7 separate regions of the Mus musculus genome follow, and all the other regions are linked to region 2. The links are chromatin contacts, called in public ChIA-PET, Hi-C, HiChIP or PLAC-seq and capture Hi-C maps. All regions are on one chromosome and are shown on one strand. The core of a region is the stretch at or near the end of the contact, and the rest is flanking DNA. Distances in the headings are between cores, read along the strand shown.

Region 1 (2,866 bases), core at 114-2,613, 700 kb before region 2:
ATCAATCTCTCTTTCATTACCCCAGTTTATTTCAGCCAAGACATTTCTCACCTGTGAAATGGTTTCTTTGCTTACCGGTATATTGGTTTTCTCCCTATGTAAAGGCTCCACTGTGGAGGTCAGAGGCTAAGTGTCTTTCTCAATTGCTCTCTTCCATATTATTTGAGATAAAGTCTTTCATGGAACCCGGAGCTGGCCAGTTGGGCTAGATTGACTGGCCAAGCTATGCTTGGTTCTGCCTCCAGCTCTGGAGTACAGGTGAAAAACAGCTTCCTTCCTTCCTTTCTTTCTCTTCCCTTTTTCTTTCTTTCTTTCTTTCTTTCCTTTTTTTTTTTTTTTAAAAACATGGGCTCTACCTGATCAACCTTCGGCATAGCAAGCATTTTACAAATTAATTTCTCTCTCCATCCCAAAGGCGAACTCAGTCTTTTATTCCCATGGACTATTATGAACATTACAGTCCTATCCTGTGTCTCTCTCCTTCTGAGAGGTCCTCATATCCCTGCCCTGGCTGGCCTGGAAACCACTATGTTTACCAGACTGGCCTTAAATGCTTAGAAATGGGCTTGCCTTTGCCCTCTCAGCTGGAATAAAATATGTGGGCCACCATGCCTGTCTGACAGTACAGGATGGATGAGATCAGATAACAGTGGCTAAGACTCAAGACTACCATCAAAGACAACTTAGACTTGAAAGTAGGGAATCAAACCCAGGGCCTTGTGCATGTTAAGCAAACATTGTACCACTGATCTACAGCCCCAGCCTTTCCAGGACAGCTTCTCAGTTAGCTAGCTAGCTAGGTGACAAACGGCACGTTCTTTCCTGGAGTCTAAGAATTTTACAGTATTTAAAGTGAATAACTTGAAGGTTGTTTTCATTATTAGTGTATCAACAGTAATAATGTAAGTGGGTGACCCTATGCTAGGCTCTGATGCTTCAGGCTTGTCAGTCAAGCCACCCATTCTTCTATCACCCCAGAGCACAGCATCATCCGGTTTCGCCCGCGAGGGGCTAAGCGGAAGTGGAGGTCGGTTCTTAGCCACCCACAAGTGCTATTGCTACCGGCTCTCCGAGCCGGGGACGAAGGAGCATTTTTCTGGACGGTTCTCTTAGGATGGGAAGTCCGGACTTAGAGAGACCCCACGCCGCGTCTGTCTGGATAAGAGACGCTCCCTGGAACTTCGGCCGCAGGACCGCGAGCTCCGATTCTTCCCTTTGGCTTTGAAATCGCGGAAGGAAGGTGGGACACTGGCGCTGTGGGCAGCGGAGGGCAGAGGCGGCGCGGCGAGGGGGCGGGGCCAGGGAGGAGCCGGGCGGTGGGCGTGGCCGATGGGTTTGGTCAGCGCTTGCCGAGCTCCGGGCTCCGCAGTTTGGACGTCGCTCTGTCTTGGCTTGTCTCGGCACGCGCTCCGTCAAGGTAAGAACCAAGGGACTCTCGGCGCTCACGGAGTTGGCCTCCACCTGCGGGAGACTGACCTTAGTGGGATTAGGGAGGATTTTTCTACCCTTCTCACGGAGGTGAGAGCGGACTCTCTGCGTCAGGTCAGAGGCCCGTCCCCCTTGGGCCAGGAAGAAGGGACAGGTGCGCTCCCCTGATGGCCGCGCCTTCCCCGGTGGCTGCAGATCTGAGCCCTTTTGGACTTGGTATCTGAGCCGAGAGGACTCGCGATTGAGTTCCTTTCCCAGTTGAGCGGCAGGGGGCCTTTCTTCTTTCTGCTTGTCCCGCGGTAAAGTTCGAATCCAGGAAGACAGTCCACAGTTGCTTGTGCCCGAGCAGGTGCACGTACTTCTTTAGCTATTTTTCTCTTCTGGAAAGTGGTATCTGGATCTTGATAAACAGGGACTCGAAGAATCAAAGTGGGAAAAACTACGTGGACCTTGTCCCGAGACTGTGCAATTTCCCCTGGATCTGACATTTCTTAACTTTTTCCTGTCGTTGGCGAATATGTTTCTGTGTACCAGGTCCCATTCGGGCTTATCTTTGGAAAGTGGAATATTTGGTTAGAAGAGTTGATCGCAGTGTTAAATTGGGACAACTGGGTGGCTGGCTTGGTTAAGTGGGTTTGGAGCCTATCCAGACAGAATAGTTGCATGCTTTAAGCAGAGGTTTTACATTTTTCCAGTGAGTTCCCATTTTCCTCTAAGGAAACTCTGACAACCTATTCCCGTCTATATAATTCTTTTACAGAGCCGAGGCGCGGTAGGAGGAAGCATCGAGTCTCCTAAGTAAGATTTGGGATTTAATAGCTGAGTGATCGACACTGTAGCTCTGTGGTCTATAGACTCAAAATAAGGAAGAGCTTGATTTTTTTCCGCGAGGCGGGGGTTGGGGGGAGCTGTGGCTAAACTTACACATTAAGTATTTGAAAACATCCATGTCGTCCAGTTACATTTTCATTGTTTAAGACAGACCTATCTTTTCGCCATACACTTATGAATCCGATCACTATTCCTCTCCTTGCCAGCTCAGGGGTGCTTTCTGTAGGGTGCCTATGTAAATCACCCTCGTTCTTCCCACAAGGGTGTGTGCCTTCGGGTTTGTGGAATTGTGTGGGGACAGGTATTGTAAACACATGCAAATCAGTGAAGCGCTCTAGTAGGCGATACCTTTGCCCTACATGGATCTTTGGCCTAGAGTTTCCCTCTCTTTCTAGATTGGAAAGAATCTAGGGTGGGAATGCAAGGTTTAGCATTGCCACACTGTTTTCTTGATTCCCTTACAACAAGGTGGTCTTGTTTACAGACAGGGCTGGGGCTATGTGTAACCTCTCTCCCTACAGCTGATCCTTAAAGGAGGATGGAGATACTGTGGACAATTACTGGCACATTTGTGTTCTTGAAGAATGCCTGGCCTCCCCCTATCCCC
Region 2 (2,990 bases), core at 374-2,873:
CTTAAAACATTTGTTTGTTTGCAAGCCTGAAAACTAGGGTCCAGACCCCAGGACCCTAAAAGGAAGGAATCAATGTCTATAAGTTGTCCTCAACCTACACACACCACACACACAGACACAGACACACACAGACACACACACAGACACACACACAGACACACACACACACACACACGCTTTATTTTTTAATGAAAAAGTTGAAAATTAAAAAAAAATGATGCCTTAAATTACATACAAAGACAAGCGATTACTAATGAAAAGACATTAAATATTAAGGGCTCTTTCCTCTCACTTTATGTAATATTTTAAATTCAGCATCTGCCAGAAGTTCAATTTTAATATAGTCATGTTTCAAAGGTCAACCTTTTCTTGGTGTCCAGTGTTGTCTAAATCCCGTTTTTTGATATCCTTTATATCCTGATGGATGTCATTTTGCACTATTAACTTACACATTGCATGGTCACAGAAGCATGCATTCCTGTAAGCCTTCCTTTACCCAGGCAGAACAGCAGAACTCTCATTCTTTCTTCAAACTCTGCAGCTATCGCTCATGTATGTGACTGTGGACAAGGCATATCTATCTATCTGTCTGTCTGTCTATCTATCTATCTATCTATCTATCTATCTATCTATCTATCTATTTTTCTATCTATGCCTCTCAGCACTTTCTAACACTCTTAATCCTAACATTACATATTGGGTTGTAATCACCCTAATTGTTATGGCACCTTCTCATGACAAGGCTCATTCTATCACGAACTTTCTTTTTTTTGGATTGAAATTACAACTCAAAGAATTTTGGGTTCACTCCTGTGGTAAATGTGTGGGTATAAACATGGGTTTTCTTTACCAGCAGGTTGTTTTGTTTCTTAGCTTGGATAATGAGTCTTTGGGTTGCTTAATAATATATAGCTGAACTTTGCCTTTCTATGAGTTCTGTCTTGGATTGCGTTTGCTGTTTGTAAACGGGGGGGGGGGATCCAATCTTTTTTTTTTTTTAAAGATTTATTTATTTTATGTCTACGAATACACAGTAGCTGTCTTCAGACACACCAGAAGAGAGCATTCGATCTCATTACAGATGGCTGTGAGCCACCATGTGGTTGCTGGGAATTGGACTCAGGACTTCTGGAAGAGCAGTCAGTGCTCTTAACTGCTGAACCATCTCTCCAGCCCCCCACCCCACATCTCTTCTTAAAATAAAAAAAAATTAAAAAAAAAAAGTAACTTTAATTTGTCTTTGAGGTCAAACTCTTTGACTAGGAGACTGTCAGATCTCTGGGGGAAAGGCCCTGGGTTCAAATACAGGCTGTGACTATTACTAGATGATTTTCTGCAGTGAAGAAAGTTTATGAGATCTGTCTCTGAACACAGTCTCAACCGAGCAAAAGTCTGTAAATCTTCCTTCAGCAGCAAGCGGATGGGTAACAGACTTCCCCTCAGTCTCGACCGCCCCTCCCCCCCCCCCCCCCCCCCCAAAAAAAAAGAGGGAAAAAAAACTTGCTCTTTTTTCTACAGGAGAAAACCAATGGCTGAGGTTTTGCACATGCGCACAAGGACTTTGAGCCCGCCCGCCGGCCCCGCCCTCCAGAAAGTCACGTGGACGAATCGGAGCGTAAGCCTAAGGTTCAGGCCTGTCACGTGACAGGTATCTCTACTTCTCGGGGATGGAGCCGGAAGAGGGGACGCCGCTTTGGCGGCTACAGAAGCTGCCTCCGGAGCAGGGCGCCGGGGTGAGGGGTTTGTGAAGGGCACGGGAAGGCCGGGGTCCGGACTATTCTTCTTGGGCCCCTGGAGACACAATGGCGGCCTAAGGACTTTACGCGGTTTAGGAATGGCCCAGGCCTGGGTGCGTGTGGGGTCTTCTTGCTTCTAGAAAGCTCGGGTGGTAGAGCCCGAGATCTGCTGCGTCCGCAGTCTTTGAGTTCAGGTCTCCCGAACGCCCCTTTCTGTGTGAGGTCCGGCGGATGCAGTGAGGAGTCGAACCCGGTGGGACCTGTTCCCTGGAGGGCGGGAGGAACCAACTCCTAACCAGAAAAGGAGTAGCCACTCAAGTTTGGCCAAGAGGTGATCGCAGCCGCTGAAAACAGCTCACCCATAAAGCCAGGCTTGTGGAGACCAGAGACAGCCAACCAGGGTTTCTTGCAGCACACCCAGGGTCCAGACCTCTGTGAAAGTGATTTGATGGTGGCACTCTGCCCTGCTCAGGCTTTCAGAAGTCTCCACTGTGGCCCTTCTACCCAAAGTCGGCTTCAGTTGTAGATGAAAGAAATTTAACGCCACTCCCTCCGTTCTTTAGAAAATGTACTTTAAACATTTTCTTTGATTTTACAAATGAGGACAGTGAAATATGTCAGCCACAGGTTTCCAGCAAGCCAGGGCCAAAGCTCAAACCTATCTATGGACTGTGTCTCCTAACTTTCAGGGTGTCTTTCCTCCTATATAGAGATGGCCAAAACATTTGACTCCTGAATCTGAGAGCTGAGCCAGCTGTCTTCTTCCTGGGCCTCTGCCTTTTGCCACAGCTATGGGAAATCCCTGGTTTGGGTCTCCACTCCCTTTTCACAGCATTGGTTGTTGTGGTGTCACCATCCTTCTTTACCAGGCCACTCTATTTAAGAAACTCTGGGTTTCATCCTTGGACCTCCCCTTTTCAACCTCCTTTACCTGTTTATGGTCTCTGCCTCTATAGTCTCACACTTACTCCTGCTCACAATATCTTGGCAAAGTTTTGGAAAAATAATGTAATTACTTACAGGAAAGTTGAGTGCAGATTAAAGCCTTCACTCCTTTCTGTTGTATGCAAGGCCTTCTGTGATTTGGCCCCTACTCGCCTTTTCAAAGGTCCTCTGCCCTTTCACCCTTGTCTGCCTTTCCAAAGATGCAATTCCCACTCCTGCGCTGGGGTTTTATTTCCAGTCCTGTGTGCGGGCACATTGCGTTGGCTGGGAATGCCTAATGGCCACTCATCTTTTCAATTCAGCTCTTTC
Region 3 (2,768 bases), core at 129-2,628, 540 kb before region 2:
GGAAGGAGGACTTCAGGGTGCTATGGGTACATCTATCATTCCTATATGTAAGATCTTATGTAATTAGCAAGGCAGTTGGCAATTATGCTCTTTACTTTTTCAGGAAAAGATCAACTTTTTTGAACAAAATATGGCATAAGCCACACCTATTGCATAGTGGGTTTTTTTGTTTGTTTTGTTTTTGTTGTTTTTTTGTTTTGTTTTGCCAAGTTTTGAGCACTTTAGGTAATCGAATGAGAAACTACACACTCTGTCTGGCCTCTTCCTGTTCTCACCACTTTGAATTTCGTCTACTGTGTTGGGTGTGGCCAGCTCATTTTCCCTGGGACGGAGGGCTACACTGTCAGGGTTGCTACCTCCTTTACACAGCTATTAGGGTTGTCCCTCAGGCTTAGCTCTTACAAGTACTATAGTTATGAAAGCTCTCGTTTATGTTTAGATGATAAATGTTCAGTTAGGCCCTGCTGTAAGTATAGTTTAGAGTAGTTTTGTCTCATCAAAGGCTAGTCACAATGTTTGAGATTTCCTAGGCAGAATCAATTTTCCAAAGAATCTATACCAAATTCCACTCCTATCAGCAATGTATAGGAATACCAGGCCTATAGTTTCACCCTTGGTAAAAATTCCCTTTAGCCATTTTGTTAAGTGTTTGACGGTATTGGTTTATGGTTTAATTTTGATCCCTCACGATTAGTTATTTTGGCCACGGTTTAATAGGTATAGCAGTCATTTAGATATTCTGTTTTATGAGGCCTGCTGAAGCCAGAAGAGGGACAGAGTTGGGTTTCCTTGAGATGGAGCTCAGAATGGTTTTGAGCCAGCTTGTGGATGCTGGAGATTGAACCCTGGTCTTCTGCAGGAGCAGCAAGCACTCTCAACCACAGGGTCAACTCTCCAGATAAGCAGACAAAATTATGAGTTGTAGTTTATTAATATTTTCCTGTGATAATATTCTATCAAGAAATTCTGTGCCACTGTCAAGGTCATAAATCCGTTTCTCCTGTCACCTTTACAACAGCATTTCCCTGCTGAGTTGGGGACTACTTATCATCATTAATAATCCTGCTAAGTGCATTGTCCTAAAGTTCCAGCAGGTGGCGGTGTTGCTGTAGGGAAAGTTAGGTGCTAAAAAAGTTAAGCTTGCATAGTTTCAAGGGTATTATTTTATAAACAGTTCTTTTTCTCCCCCTTCCTGGCTTGCTTATGAGAAATGAGAAATATACAACAACACAAATTTCACCTTAAACACATGTTTAGATATATGTTGGTTAACAGCCTGGTAATGGACATGTATACAATTACATATATTAGACCCATCCCTAAGGAGAGGCTACGCAAGGCAGGAAGGGTGTTTTAGCAGTGGAATGAGAACAGTAGGAGAAACTGAAACAACAAGAGGAAGTACCTCCGGAAAAGAAAATGCCCCACCCTTAGCACTATAACAAATCCAGGCTGGGGACATCCATGCTTTAGGTCCCACCACTAGTTTTGTTTAGAAAAGTACATGGATATGTGTAATATTATGTTTTGATAGTCTCAGTGCTATATATTCTTGTCTCCAAGCAGGCAATTCTTTTAACCCTTGACATCTTGGATTATATATTGTTACAGATCCTTACCTGTATACCTTTAACATCTATGTAAAACAAGGAGATAGGACTGGATAATTCTGAAATCTTTCGCTCTCCCTTTCTGTCCTTTAACCATCCTTCCTTCACTTTTTAACACGAGTCCTTTGCCTTTCTAGAAAAGTGGGAGATAGATCCATCAGAGTTGGCTTTTGTCAAGGAGATCGGAAGTGGTCAGTTTGGGGTTGTCCACTTAGGAGAATGGAGAGCACATATCCCGGTCGCCATCAAGGCCATCAATGAAGGTTCCATGTCTGAAGAAGACTTCATTGAGGAAGCCAAGGTGATGATGTAAGTGCAAGGTCCTGCCCCACGTACTCACGGCCCCGCCCCTCAGAGTCTCAGACAGAACCTGGACTTTAGAATCAGACACACCTGCACCTGGCTCACGACTCTGCCCAAGACATTGTGTAACCCTGGCAAATTACTTAACCTCTGTGTGACATGCATGAACTATGTCATCCTCAAGTCTATAGAGTCCTCACCTATACAATTGGAAACAACGGGTACTTCTGACATTGGATCGCTGTGTGAGTTAATGAAATGGTCAATGAGAAAGACAAGGAAAGTATATTATGCTTAGCTTAGTGGTAGGTGCTGAGTAAATGTTAGATAAGGGGCTTCTTGAATGAGACAACCTTGGCTGGGAACTCAGGGATCAGACTTTCTGAGGGTGAAGAGTTGAGTGAACAGGAGAAAAACTTCTCACAGGCAGAGACGCGTGTGGGTAGAAATGTGTGTTCCTGCTTCCTGTCATGGTACTTTCTCTACACACGTATTAGAGACGTGTCATAACTCACTGCAGGACAACTGGTAGATATATTTACATTTGTAGCTAGTAAAGCTATTTTCTTGGGACCGGAATGTTCCCCGAGGCTCATAAGACTTGTGAAGCTAATACAACTTAACATGATTCAGGAGTCCAGGAATTTGTAAGAGTCACGAGCCCCTCCACAGGGTTACAGGAACAGTTAGTAATTGCTAGGAAGAGGACTTCCTCTAGCAGGCTAAAAGTTGTGCAGGGAGAGCCAGGTGCGTGGGTGGATTCCTGCGTGCGTGCGTGCGTGCGTGTGGTGGTGTTGAATTGGAGAAGCCTATTAGAAGAATTAAAGATGACAAAGTAGTCAGGTAAATGTGTAA
Region 4 (2,853 bases), core at 271-2,770, 580 kb before region 2:
ACAGACTGGAGCTGGCTGCTGACTTCCCTCTGACCATGGAGAACCACCGATTTGGTTAAGAGTCTGTGCCGCCATATTGAAGGTTGGGCCGAAGGCTAAGCTCATTCCTTTTATAATGGATAAAAAAATGAAATATTCTCATCATAATGTGCCATATTCCTTCCAACTCCCCACATCACAAAACCATACACACTTTTTAATCAACTCCTTCAAGCAGCTGGTGATATGCAGGCATGCCTTACTATTATTGCTAAGATAGGCCCCACCTATCTTCTCCTTTTATCTGGATGAGCTGTGAAAGGAACCAGGGTGTGCTCAGGAAAGTTACAAGAAGGTTGAGTTCCTGTGTGAACAATTTGAAATACTCTTTCTTATCACATGTAGGTCTCAGGGGGCAGGATACATGTGTGTATGTGTGCATATGTGCCTGTGTGCATATGGGGGCTAGAGTTGATGCTGTGTGTTTTCTTCGATTGCTTTCCACCTTGTGTAGTGAGGTAGAATCTCTCATTGAACTCAGAGCTGGCTGATTTGGCTGGTCTAGCTAGCCAGTTTGCCCTCAGGATCTCTTGTCTCCATCTCCCAAGCACTTGGTTTACTGGTGGGAGACCGTGCTCTCTTGTCAATTATGTAACTTTTCTGGCTCTGAACTTGGGTCCTTATACTTCAGTGTCAAACACTTTGCTCACTGAGCCATTTCCATAGCCCATACAAATGCTTCCTATGGGAAAACAGAACAAATGAAAGGGAGCGCTCACGCTGTAGACTTGTTCATCCAACCGAGGTGCCAATGGGAACCTGTCAAAGCTGAGGCTAAATCTTTTCTTTTCTCTGTCCCTGTCTTTCTGTCTCTCTGTCTCTGTCTGTCTGTCTGTCTGTCTCTCTGCCTCTCCTGTCTCTGTCTGTATCTCTGTCTGTCTCTCTGTCTCTGTCTTTCTCTCTGTCTGTCAAGGTTTCTCTATGTAACCCTGGCTGTCCTGGAACTCTATGTAGACCAGGCTGGCCTTGAACTCACTCGCCTCTGCCTCCCAGAGTGCTGGGATTAAAGACTTTTGCCACCACACCTAGCTTCAGCCAGTTTTTAAAACAGATCTTTAGATTCTCCCCTAATCCCAAACCAAGTCTTTAGAGTCAGTCCTAAATCAGAGGGCCAAACATCCTAGTTTGGATATTCATGATCCTAGAAGTCGATTTTCCCTGTACCACTATGAGCCCTCCAGTAAGTAAAATTTCTTCTTGTATGGTCCTTTATTCCAGTATCAGCACAGGGAAGACAGTTTAAGTTGACTACTATGAAGGCCCCTTTTACCGAAATTCTGTGATTTCTTCAAAGTGTTTTCTAGACACACCCACAGCGTAGGTATAAGGAAGTGCTAACACTTCAGATCTGGATACAGAGCTCTGAAGTTTCTTATGTAGGCCACTGGGTTGTCATTCACACACTCTTGAGGTTTTCAGAACAGGAAATTAGGTGGGGTAAACTTTGCCTGTGAGAAACGTCACAGGCCAACAACTATGCTTTCAGTTGAAAGATGTGTTACCGTGAGTGGAACAGAGCTGAAGAACCAAGGCTTCTGTGTATGGCCAGCAAGCAGGGTCGCCATGATCCTGTCCTCTTGTGAGTAAGATGGGCTTTACCATTTAATGTCACAGCGTGTTTATGGGTGTGTTGCCTACTGGTGACCCCTAGGAGTGGGTTTTGCTAAAACAAGGAATTTGTGAAATCCTAAAGATGATTTCTTCAGATGTAGTGACAGGATTTTGTGGCTTAGTTAAATGTCCACTGCCTCTTGATAAAATTATATACTTGAGAATTGAGAATACAGATGACAATAGCAAAAAAAAAAAAAGTTGTGTACTTAGCATGTGTGGAAATTCGGTCAGTGTGATGGGATATGTTTGTTTTTTGAATGATAATGAACTCAGAGTTGAGGGTGAAGAGATCAGACTTTTCTGGTTTAGCCTCAGCTTTGACAGGTTCCCATTGGCACCTCGGTTGGATGAACAAGTCTACAGTGTGAGCGCTCCCTTTCTGCCTCCTCCTATAGCCGTCACAAGTAAACAGTGGGCAAAGCTGGCAAGCACATCAACTAATCTGAGAGTTGCTTTGAAAGACTTCAAGACGATTTTTGGAAGCACTCCACAGTTAAGACTCAAGAGAGGCTAATTATGTATAGGGGTTTAGGAAAGGAAAAAAAAAAGACGATCTCTGATTTTAATTCTAGATGCCCTGGGAATCAAACATCAGTAGAACTTAGTCATTCTAGATTAGGCCAGAATTCTGATTTATTTTTAGCTGGCAGTAGGAAAAAACTGACCGAATTTTACATATCTCTTTAAGCCACAGCACGTTATTAGGACCTCCAGACATTGGTAGGATTTATAAAAATAATCAAATGCTATTTTTGTTGTGCCTTCCTGAATATGATTTACAGTTTGATTCACTAAGAACAAAACAAGACAATAACAACAACAACAGCAACAGCAACAAAAAGGTTTCTTGTTATCAGAAATAGGCCAAGCAGCTCAAGACAGAAAAAGATACAAAGAATTGTCACGAGTCCCCACCTCCCCAAGGGCAGAATAATGTTGAGCAGATGCAGAATATGGACTTTTAAAGGCTTTGATTGTTTCTCATGAGATCAGAACCAGGGGAAGGAAGGCCATGTGTTATGACAGGAAAGGCTCAGCTACGTGTAAGGCAAGTAGATGCAGAGGCTGTCTAGGGATGAAGTGGGAGACTACTTATCTATGGGGTCTTAGATTTCCCCGTGGCCTGGGGGGGGAGGAATGGTTTTAATGCAATGTCCCTGTACCATCCAGTGTCTGTCTGTCTGTCTGTCTGTCTGTGTC
Region 5 (2,895 bases), core at 255-2,754, 640 kb before region 2:
ATTTATAAAACTTAGCTCTCAGCAGTGCTTAGCAATATCAACAAGACAATTTCCATAAAAGTTTTCTTCATTGAAATTTCACAAGCCTTAGCTCTCAGCAATTTTTAGTGGTAATCAAAAGTCAAGCTTGCATCAAAGTTTTATTTAGCTCTTTTTTCCCCCACTGAATATATTCAACAGACTGTGCTGGAGGGACCGAAGGCAATTATAAAAGGTTGGCTTCCAGAAAGCTTGGGAAGTAGCGCAGTTGAAGTCAACTGGTTCTCCCCACCTCTCTCTTCCCATCCATCTGCTTTGAAGTGACTGACTTGTCTTTGCCACGCTGTAGTCAGCTTCTTATAGAAGTTTCTTTCCTAAGCATGCTGATGTCACAGTCACAGTTTATGCGGTGAGCATTTTGTCTCTGTTGGACCAGGAACTGCCAGGCTTAGAGATCCTTAGAGCCCTGGAGTTGCTTCCTTGAAATTTCATTTTCCTCTAAATGTCGGTTGATAAGAATAGGGATGATGCTGGGAGATAAGCATGCTCAAACTCTCGAGCACGCGCGCGCGCGCGCGCGCGCACACACACACACACACACACACACTCTAACCTCCAAAGCATACACACACACAGAGGCACATACACCCTATCCCCCAACACACATACATACATATAGCCTATTCCCCAAAAGACCCGCATACACATACCCTATCCCCCAAAACACACATACGAGAGAGAGAGAGAGAGAGAGAGAGAGAGAGAGAGAGAGAGAGAGAGAGAGAGAGAGAGAGAACAAAGAATAGGAATGGTTGATCTTACTTGGAGACTGTTTAAAAAGAGATCAAATTTAGGGAATGGATATGCTTTAGCTACAAACACAGAAATTGTGATTTTTAAAAATTTATTATTTATTTATTCACTTTACAACCCAATGTTGGCCCTTCCTCTCCTCCCAGTTACCCCATCATGCATGTCCTCCCCCCACATTCCACCTTCCTCTTCTCTTTTGAAAAGGAAAGGCCCCCCCCACTGGGTGTCACCCACCCTACTCACACCCCCCTTTCCCCCACAGTTTTCTTTGATGTATAGATAGGGGTTGGGAAAGGTCTGGCCTTCCAAGACCAAGCACATGAGAATGGTTAAACAGAGAGAAGACACTCTGTGCATAGGGGACAGCATGTGCAAAGGCCCTGAGAATAAAACTGGGCTTGGCGAGACTAGAACTTTTATGGTCCCAGACCTGTGTGGATGTATATAATAAATAGTGATATGGAGGGATAGTTGGTGTGTCATAATGAGTAATTATACATTTTTAGAGCTTGAAGAGACTTTCAAAAATGGCCTCCAGGTGTTCCAGTTTGGGAAACTGAGGATAAAGAGAAGATTTGCTTCAGGTCACCTGATTAACTGGTTAACTGATTTCCAGCCTAGACAGAAAACCCCTCGTTTTCTGATTACACCACCTCAGTTCAGGAGAGGATGTGTGTGGGTTGTGCAAACAAATGAAAGCACTCTACCGTATCAGATAACCGCCGTGTGAAGTTAGAGCAGATCCCAGCAGCCTCAGCATCTCACTCGGGGGAAGAACAAGTGACTGGTGGGGCTCTGGGTTCCATCCCAGCTCCAGGTAGGAGGGTGTGTGTTCCTGCTTTCCCTGACCAGCTAGCAGTACATAGTGGTTTCCCAAACTGTTGTTGGATAACTTAAGCGTGTCACAGAGTAAGTACTTCACAGTATTAACTCAGGACAGCGTCTGCTGTTTATGACTGCAGGGCTGTGATCAGAAAGTATGTGGGGAAAGCAGAAATATCATTAGACACCGTCACGTAGCTGCCCTTTTCATTTAGTTCCTTTTTATTGTTTTTGAGGACATCTATTATTTATATTAAGAAAGGTTTTTTAAAGCATTTACTGATGTTAATCTCTCTCCGAGTAAAAAGTGGACATTATTAGTATATACCAGAAGACATACATGACAGAAAAAGTAGACGTTATTATATACCAGGAGATGTCACATGACAATTTTAAAAAGTGGACATTATTATTATACACCAGGAGACATCACATGACAATTTGAAAAAAGTGGAACTACCCTTTGAATTGTTTTTCACAAGTAGCAAAGTATAAGCAGAAGGGGACTTAGAAGCCTGCGTGTCACACAAAGTGACCTCAGTGGGGTGGATTGTTTTAATTTTATCAGGAAAATCCTAACACTGCTAGCTTTGGGCTTTGTGAGTAGACTGTACATCCAAGATAAATGTTGAAGTTTAATAATTACCAATGACAACTGTTATCTATTTCTTAGACCAACTTTATGTTTGTCTTTTTTGCTTTTAATTTTACAGTTCTTTTCTTTGTATGTACCCCAGAGGTGTCTCAAAGACAGGATGAGGTCACTATGTAGCTCAGGCTGGCCTTGAACTGCCCCTCCTTGCTGGGTTACAGGCATGAAATACTATTCTTGGCTTAACCTTTTTTTTTTCTCTTTCTCATTTTAGAAAACAATCGCCAAGATTTGCAAATAAATACGTTTGTAAGTTTCCCCAAAGAAAAATTGTTCAGAATGTGACAATATAGTTGTTTATCCAGTAAACAACTGACAAAGAAGCTTTACAGACTCTCTAGTGCTTTGTAGTCAGTTGTGGGGACAGCATTTCCCCCATTATATGGTATGCGAAAACAACAACAACAACCAACAATGCTTCCTATTCCATCTTTATTCCTAGATCCTTTGTGCAGAGCCACCTGCACTCACTGCTGCAGAAGGCATGCAAACCAAGCCTTCCCTTGCTGTCCAGACTGCAGCATGCACCCTCACTGAGGGTGGGGCGTAACCTACTGGTAGCAAGCACCATCATGTAATATATGGGGTTTGGCTCATTTTCCCAAGCACAGTGGCGGGCCAGTCAGTCG
Region 6 (2,735 bases), core at 182-2,681, 610 kb before region 2:
GGATTGTATTCCTGGAGTTTGTAACTTGGATATGAGTATTTGGGTTATAGCGCCACTTGGAAATGTAATCTCATTGAAGAACTTTTCTCCTCTAGATGACTCCAGTGTGAGAGTCCCTCAGCATCTGCCAGGGATGGGAGTCCATCTTGTCATTACGCTGGGCAGCAAGGCTGAAGGCTGTCCTCAGAGTCCTTGCTTTGTGCCTCCCTATGCTTGGTTCTGTTTTGTTGGGGTTTGCCCACATTGGTTGGGTTAGTAACACATCTTCCATGTCCTCATGGAGGTTGAGACGAATGTGTTTCTGTTTGTTTGGGTCAATTAGGAACCCCAGATCTCTGCTGTTCTTGGGTCAGACCCAGGTCTACCAGGGTTTTCAGTAATGTAGTTTGACTTGTACACCTCTCAACAGTTTGGATACTAGAGGTTCAATTCTAGAGGTTCAGAAACAAACACACACACAGACACAGACACACATACACACACACACACACACACACACACACACACACACACACACACAGAGAGAGAGAGAGAGAGAGAGAGAGAGAGAGAAGAGCTGCTATTAAATAGCTATTACCAGTCTATTACCTCATCTATTTATTTGTTAATAACTCAATATATCTAAAGGGTCTGTACTTGTGTATTAATATTATTCAGCTGCACATCACTGTAACAAATCCCTGGTTAAAAAAATGATTTTGGCTTGTAGTTTTGGAGTTTGGGCTCCATGATATGTGATAGTATTGGTTTAGCATTGTTGTGAGAAAATGACCGTGGTGGGAACATGCACTAGAACAGGCCTGTTTGATCATAACTGGAAAGCTGGGAGGAAGGGGCTGGGCCACTCTAGACTCCTCCAGAGATGTGCCCCTGTGGCACAAGAACTTCCTATAAAGATGTTTCAGTAAGAGGTTGCTGGGCCTTCCAGTAGTGCCACTCTGGGCACCAAGCTGCCAGCACGCAGGCCTTTGGCACACAGAGTGAAAGGGTATTGGCACAAGGCACCCCGAGACCAAGTTCTGAGCACAAAGGAGATTTATTTGCCTCAGAGGGACAGAGGACAGGGAGTAAGGAACAAAGACAGGAGAGAGATAGAGGAGGAGGGAAAAGAGGAAGGGAACAAGGGAGAGGGGGAGAGGTGGGAAGGGGTATTTGTTCCATGGGAAGGGAGAGAGAGGCACAAAGACTACCTCTGGATAGAAGAGAGAGACATGTGACTCATTGGCAAATGGCAGTTTTTAAAGGCAAATGGAGAAATCATGTTTGGATGAGGAGTTTAATGTTGATTAGGTGAGCCAAAGGGGGCTTTTGATTGCTGGACTTCAATACTTTGATCACGGGACCTTGGTGGTCAGCCTCAGGAGGAGGAAGTGGCCAAATAAGGGAACAGACCTTGGTGGCTCGCTTTAGGAATAGTATCTAATGGTTTTTAGCAAGGCAGAGGGGATAGTGAAGGGGAAGGCCTGCCAGAGCCATGCTTGCTGTGCTCATGCTGACTAGAATGCCTTTGGTGTGGGTAGAAACCACAGTCTGTCTTAAGGATGCAAAGATCTTTTTCAGGAGTCTGTAGATGCTTCAGAAATAAGTCTCTAGAACAGGTTTCTAAGAGCAGCTTCCTGTGCCAGCATCCTCTCTCTCTCTCCTGATGCCTTTATCCTTTCCTGGGATCTGGATTTACAGTGTGAGGAGAGGACTACCTTGTTTTCCTGGGTATCTTACTATTTTCTTAAAGCCATATTGTAGCTCTCCAAGTTTCCTGCACCTGAACCAAGTTTCCCTCCCTTGCTTTCGCCATGGGGATCTAAAACTGGACCTTCTGTTTGTTGATAAATAAGAATTTTCTAATTTACACATTTTGCTAGTTTATAGTGTCTAACTAGCTAACTTTTCTTAACCATATTGTGTGTGTGTGTGCGTGTGTGTGCATGTGTGTGTGTGAGTGTGACAGTTCTGGACATCTGACACATATTTCTTATATCATCAGAAAAGCCTTAGAGATAAAATGAATCCCTTCCAATTTATTACCACATTTCAATTGCATTCATAAATAGCTTGATCATATGGTCTGCACTGACCATAGTACAGTTCTGTTGAATTTGGCCTCATTTCATAAAGTGTGATGCACAGTTTGATTCTTCCTAACCTTGGCTCATCACCACAGGCTCCAAAGTCATTACAGGGTATTGCACTTTACTAGGCATTCAGGTGCTCTCTAAAAACATTCAGGTGGCAGAATTCAGTCAGCTTTCTTATCTTGCGTTTTGCTTGTTGTGATTTTACCTTTCTCAACCAGGGGGGAGCCTTTGAATTCTCTTGTCTAAGGTGTCTGAGGCCAAAAGCCAGAAGCCTGTTGTGTGAATTTTGCGAGAAGAAGCAACACACACACACACACACACACACACACACACACACACACACACACACCCCTACTGAACTCACAACAGACCAAAATCCAACTTGGCGAACCAGTGAGTTTTATTGGTATCACTTATGGGAATATGGGTGAGGGGTCACTCATAGGAACAGATATGACTCCAAGATAGATACACCACCAAAGCCCACCTCAGCATGGGAGCCTAGAACACACTGCACAGCCTGCAGGCAGCTCCACAGACTGAAGAGCGTTCTTCCCAAGTGACTCCTCTGATCCAAACCTCTTTCAGACAGCTTGGTGAGTTTCAGCTTCTTCTTGGTGACCTGATAGTCTTTCATTCATCTTGTCTTGCCTGTGAGTG
Region 7 (2,891 bases), core at 374-2,873, 620 kb after region 2:
TTTCTTCAGTTTCATGAGTTAAAAACTATTCTCAACCTGACTACTCTTGAAATTTTTGCTGTTCTAGCAAGATAATAGGTCATAAGACTATCTGATATTTCTGCATTTGCAATCAAAGTCGTCTTACTCTTCTCAAAGATATGACTAGGACAGCTGTAAGACAGATATGGTAAAATTACACCCTGCCTACAAATAGGCAAAATAAACATAATCTTGTGTGTTTTGCCTTTAAAATCCTTGAACTAACAATAGCCGAGAACTTGCCTCGAAAACTCTCTGGTCCTGGCCGTGTTTGTTTGTTTGTTTAAATAACAAGCCCATATCTTACTAAAATGAAACCTTGTGCCAAACTGGTGAATCTCTAGTAACACCAGACTCATAACAATTTAGGAATACTGAAGGTTTCTCAGTTACTCTTCTATTTCTGTGATAAAACACCATGGCCATTGCAATTTATAAAAGAAAACCTTTATTTTGCTGCTTAGTTTCAGAGGGTCAGAATTCATGACTAGCATGGCAGGGATCACAGTAATTGGTAGAAATGGTGTTGGAGAAATAGCTGAGACCTACAAGCAGGAGGCAGAGAATACTAATGGAGAAAATGACTTGGGATTTTGACAGCTCAAAGGTCACCTAGACAAACCTAATCCAAAAAGCCACACCTCCTCCAACAAGACCACACCTTCTTCAATGAGACCACTCCTCCTTAGGCTTCAAAAACAGTTCCAGCTACTGAGGGCCAAGTATTCAGATCTAAAAGCCTCGGGGCCATTCTAAATCATAAGAGATTGTTTGAAAAATTAAAAACCATGATACCATATCAAAATATGTTCTCCAGAAAGTATTAATGACAGTATTAAAGACTTTAAAGCTGATATATTTGTTAAAATACTTCTACACATGCCAATAATTTTTAATATTGTTTTAAATTCATATTATGAACATAGAACTGTTGAGATTTTTTGCCTTTAATATAAATAATATAACATCCCATCATATTATTTTAGTATTTAGAAATAATATTGTTTGCGAAATCAAGTTTGAGTTAGTTATACCCTTTATTGGTTCATCACCATCACATCGTCTAATTTTAAACTCCTAAAATTCTAAGTAATTATATTGCTATTTCTTTTTCAAAGGTCCCATCTTGGTCGTAAGACTACTTCGTCACCATTATAAGCATCTTGAAATAGGAGAGGCCAGATAGTTTAAAGGAGTTTTGACCTCTCTCTGTGGTTTTAAAAATAATCTCAAAGTTCCCTCATAACTTACGTGTAATTAAAAAAAACGTAAGAGAAAGCCCGTGGGCTTGTCAGAGAGTGCTGTGGTTTGGAAGAGAAGAAGCACCAACAGAAGAAATGATGCACTGGAGGGTGAGGATGCCTAGCTTCAAACTTTTCGTTTATACAGGGACATTTGACACAATGAAACACTCCTAAGGCCAGTCTCCTTGGTACTTCCTGTGGCGGTAAATGAGGTCATTTGATTGGTCAGATTGGAACATTGGAAGGTGTCATCTTCAAGTCCGTCACGCCCCTTCCTTTCCTCTAGGGCGGGAGCTACACAGGAAGTGCCTCTTTCACTGCGGGGTTATTGACAGGTACTGGATTCGCCTCGGCGCCATCTCTTTTTAGCTTTTGCCTGTGTCGTTGCTGGTAAGTACAGAGTTTCAGGGTTCAGTTTTTTATCAGTAGTTTGTAGAGATCATCTTTCATTGTTAATTACTGGCTGTACAACTAGTTCTGAGGGCTTTCTTAGTTAACTGCTTGTCGCCCCCACGCCACCCCCAGGGAAAAGGGACCATTTCGGTTGGATTTCCCCTCACAGCCTGATATCTTAGGATGTAGAGTGAATGTGGAAGGAAAATTCTGTTTCAAAATGAATCCTGGCATGATATCCACTTTCTTTTTGTTTGTGGAGACGGCCTGCTTGTTCGGTTCATTGGTAGCCCAGGTTAGCTTCGACCTCAAAGCATAGCTTCTGAGCCCTGTGGTCCTGGCCAGCTCAGCCGCAGTCACAAGCAGGAGGAAGTGAGTAAGGTTCCCGACTAGGGATTGTTTTCCTCACTGAGTGATTCGTCCACTGAAACATGGCAGTTTTTACAGAAGCTTACATTGGCTTCTATAGAGTCAGGTTTGGGCACCTTAGTCTATAAAAAAAGACTCGTGATCTTTGTAGCAAGGCAGCAAATGCAGTCTACTCAGGAGTGGGAGACTCCTAAACTTTTTTCCACTGATGGGCCTGGCCTGGAAATCTGTAGACATTATTTTTTTTTTAAGTAACTTTGTATGAGACAAAGATGGGATGAAGATGATAGATTATTTTCTTCTATGGAAGCAATTTATAATTCAAATTATTTTCTTTTGCTTTTTCTACATCAGGAGAAGTATCTTCCTGAACTGTTTAGTGTCAGTCCTAAGTAGGTGACATAAAAAGTAGACTCTGCTTTACTTTTTCATCATTTTATTATTCAATCAAGAGAGAGAATTACACAAAGACAAGTCTTGGACATATAGGACTTGTATATAGGTTTTAAAGTTGCTCCAAGCTCTTAATCTTCAGTTGGCTTTGCATTTGATAATTCTGCTCACTCTTGACAGTAATTCTGACTATTGAAATCCAAACTTACTTGACCACAGGAGCTACATAAAGATACCAAATTAGGAAGCTGGAATTATGAAGTCAGTTTTATAAGGAATGAGGACCATTCATGCTACTACTCAAATTTTCATAAGATTTTGGTATACTAAAAATAGCTTAAACTTTGTGCTTCAGTATTAGTTTACAGCAATGGAAGAACATAAACAGTATGGATGTGAGCCGGTGGAAAACTTCTTCAGGAAGATAATAAAGTTTTACTAGAGATGACCTAGAAATGAGATTTAATGTAG

The links. A called contact is a pair of places that touch in the nucleus more often than the background predicts. ChIA-PET counts read pairs in DNA pulled down with a chosen protein or histone mark. HiChIP or PLAC-seq counts read pairs in DNA pulled down with a chosen protein or histone mark. Capture Hi-C pulls out chosen DNA fragments and counts their contacts.
Region 1: a capture Hi-C map of embryonic stem cells shows a contact between it and region 2, with 2.9 times the contacts expected there. The contact joins the promoter of Tec here to the promoter of Commd8 in region 2. A contact is called at or near these places in 6 of 39 promoter capture datasets (the C10 cell line, the HPC-7 cell line, cranial neural crest and 3 more), 5 of 115 datasets of contacts at active chromatin or transcription factors (the 230-238 cell line, astrocytes, embryonic stem cells and 1 more) and 3 of 9 other capture datasets (adipose tissue, embryonic stem cells and liver).
Region 3: a contact with region 2 is called in an H3K4me3 HiChIP or PLAC-seq map of bone marrow-derived macrophages, with 3 times the contacts expected there. The contact joins the enhancer-like site here to the promoter of Commd8 in region 2. A contact is called at or near these places in 16 of 39 promoter capture datasets (the 3T3-L1 cell line, 3T3-L1-derived adipocytes, the C10 cell line and 11 more), 27 of 484 Hi-C or Micro-C datasets (the G1E-ER4 cell line, the HL-1 cell line, the N1E-115 cell line and 12 more), 3 of 115 datasets of contacts at active chromatin or transcription factors (astrocytes, bone marrow-derived macrophages and embryonic basal ganglia) and 1 of 9 other capture datasets (embryonic stem cells).
Region 4: a contact with region 2 is called in an RNA polymerase II ChIA-PET map of memory CD8 T cells, with 48 read pairs. The contact joins the promoter of Txk here to the promoter of Commd8 in region 2. A contact is called at or near these places in 7 of 39 promoter capture datasets (the HPC-7 cell line, cranial neural crest, frontonasal cranial neural crest and 4 more), 1 of 15 datasets of contacts at CTCF or cohesin (large pre-B cells), 13 of 484 Hi-C or Micro-C datasets (CD4 T cells, CD8 T cells, the G1E-ER4 cell line and 9 more), 6 of 115 datasets of contacts at active chromatin or transcription factors (astrocytes, large pre-B cells, memory CD8 T cells and 2 more) and 1 of 9 other capture datasets (liver).
Region 5: a contact with region 2 is called in a Hi-C map of B cells, with 5 read pairs. The contact joins the enhancer-like site here to the promoter of Commd8 in region 2. A contact is called at or near these places in 1 of 39 promoter capture datasets (pre-B cells), 1 of 484 Hi-C or Micro-C datasets (B cells), 1 of 115 datasets of contacts at active chromatin or transcription factors (large pre-B cells) and 2 of 9 other capture datasets (embryonic stem cells and liver).
Region 6: a contact with region 2 is called in an H3K27ac HiChIP or PLAC-seq map of microglia, with 7 times the contacts expected there. The contact joins the enhancer-like site here to the promoter of Commd8 in region 2. A contact is called at or near these places in 6 of 39 promoter capture datasets (the HPC-7 cell line, cranial neural crest, hippocampal neurons and 3 more), 5 of 484 Hi-C or Micro-C datasets (the G1E-ER4 cell line, cerebellum, forebrain and 2 more), 3 of 115 datasets of contacts at active chromatin or transcription factors (the 230-238 cell line, large pre-B cells and microglia) and 2 of 9 other capture datasets (adipose tissue and liver).
Region 7: a contact with region 2 is called in an H3K4me3 HiChIP or PLAC-seq map of stem cell-derived neural progenitor cells, with 5 times the contacts expected there. The contact joins the promoter of Cox7b2 here to the promoter of Commd8 in region 2. A contact is called at or near these places in 7 of 39 promoter capture datasets (the 3T3-L1 cell line, cranial neural crest, embryonic stem cells and 3 more), 3 of 484 Hi-C or Micro-C datasets (all in embryonic stem cells), 3 of 115 datasets of contacts at active chromatin or transcription factors (embryonic stem cells and stem cell-derived neural progenitor cells) and 1 of 9 other capture datasets (embryonic stem cells).

Annotation. Positions count from the first base shown.
Region 1 is chr5:72,866,945-72,869,810 of GRCm38.p6, reverse strand. It overlaps Tec (tec protein tyrosine kinase), which reads left to right and starts at 1,363. Exons shown (of 19, transcript NM_001113460.2): 1 at 1,363-1,417.
Region 2 is chr5:72,166,822-72,169,811 of GRCm38.p6, reverse strand. It overlaps Commd8 (COMM domain containing 8), which reads left to right and starts at 1,623. Exons shown (of 5, transcript NM_178599.5): 1 at 1,623-1,733. The coding sequence starts at 1,668.
Region 3 is chr5:72,709,396-72,712,163 of GRCm38.p6, reverse strand. It overlaps Txk (TXK tyrosine kinase), which reads left to right. Exons shown (of 15, transcript NM_001122754.2): 10 at 1,748-1,919. Among named protein-coding and RNA genes, the nearest start is that of Txk, 42 kb to the left of the region's middle. Within about 2 kb of position 1,378, at least 27 of the 459 cell types and tissues checked have an H3K27ac peak or open chromatin away from gene starts, as enhancers often do. A contact at or near this core is called in bone marrow-derived macrophages, where this site is marked.
Region 4 is chr5:72,751,444-72,754,296 of GRCm38.p6, reverse strand. It overlaps Txk (TXK tyrosine kinase), which reads left to right and starts at 1,520. Exons shown (of 15, transcript NM_001122754.2): 1 at 1,520-1,618. The coding sequence starts at 1,603.
Region 5 is chr5:72,811,685-72,814,579 of GRCm38.p6, reverse strand. All of the region lies in intron 3 of Tec (tec protein tyrosine kinase), which reads left to right. Among named protein-coding and RNA genes, the nearest start is that of Tec, 55 kb to the left of the region's middle. Within about 2 kb of position 1,504, at least 64 of the 459 cell types and tissues checked have an H3K27ac peak or open chromatin away from gene starts, as enhancers often do. A contact at or near this core is called in B cells and pre-B cells, where this site is marked.
Region 6 is chr5:72,775,052-72,777,786 of GRCm38.p6, reverse strand. The region is part of intron 9 of Tec (tec protein tyrosine kinase); the gene reads left to right. Among named protein-coding and RNA genes, the nearest start is that of Txk, 24 kb to the right of the region's middle. Within about 2 kb of position 1,431, at least 5 of the 459 cell types and tissues checked have an H3K27ac peak or open chromatin away from gene starts, as enhancers often do. A contact at or near this core is called in microglia, where this site is marked.
Region 7 is chr5:71,546,937-71,549,827 of GRCm38.p6, reverse strand. Cox7b2 (cytochrome c oxidase subunit 7B2) reads left to right here and starts at 1,623. Exons shown (of 3, transcript NM_030052.3): 1 at 1,623-1,655.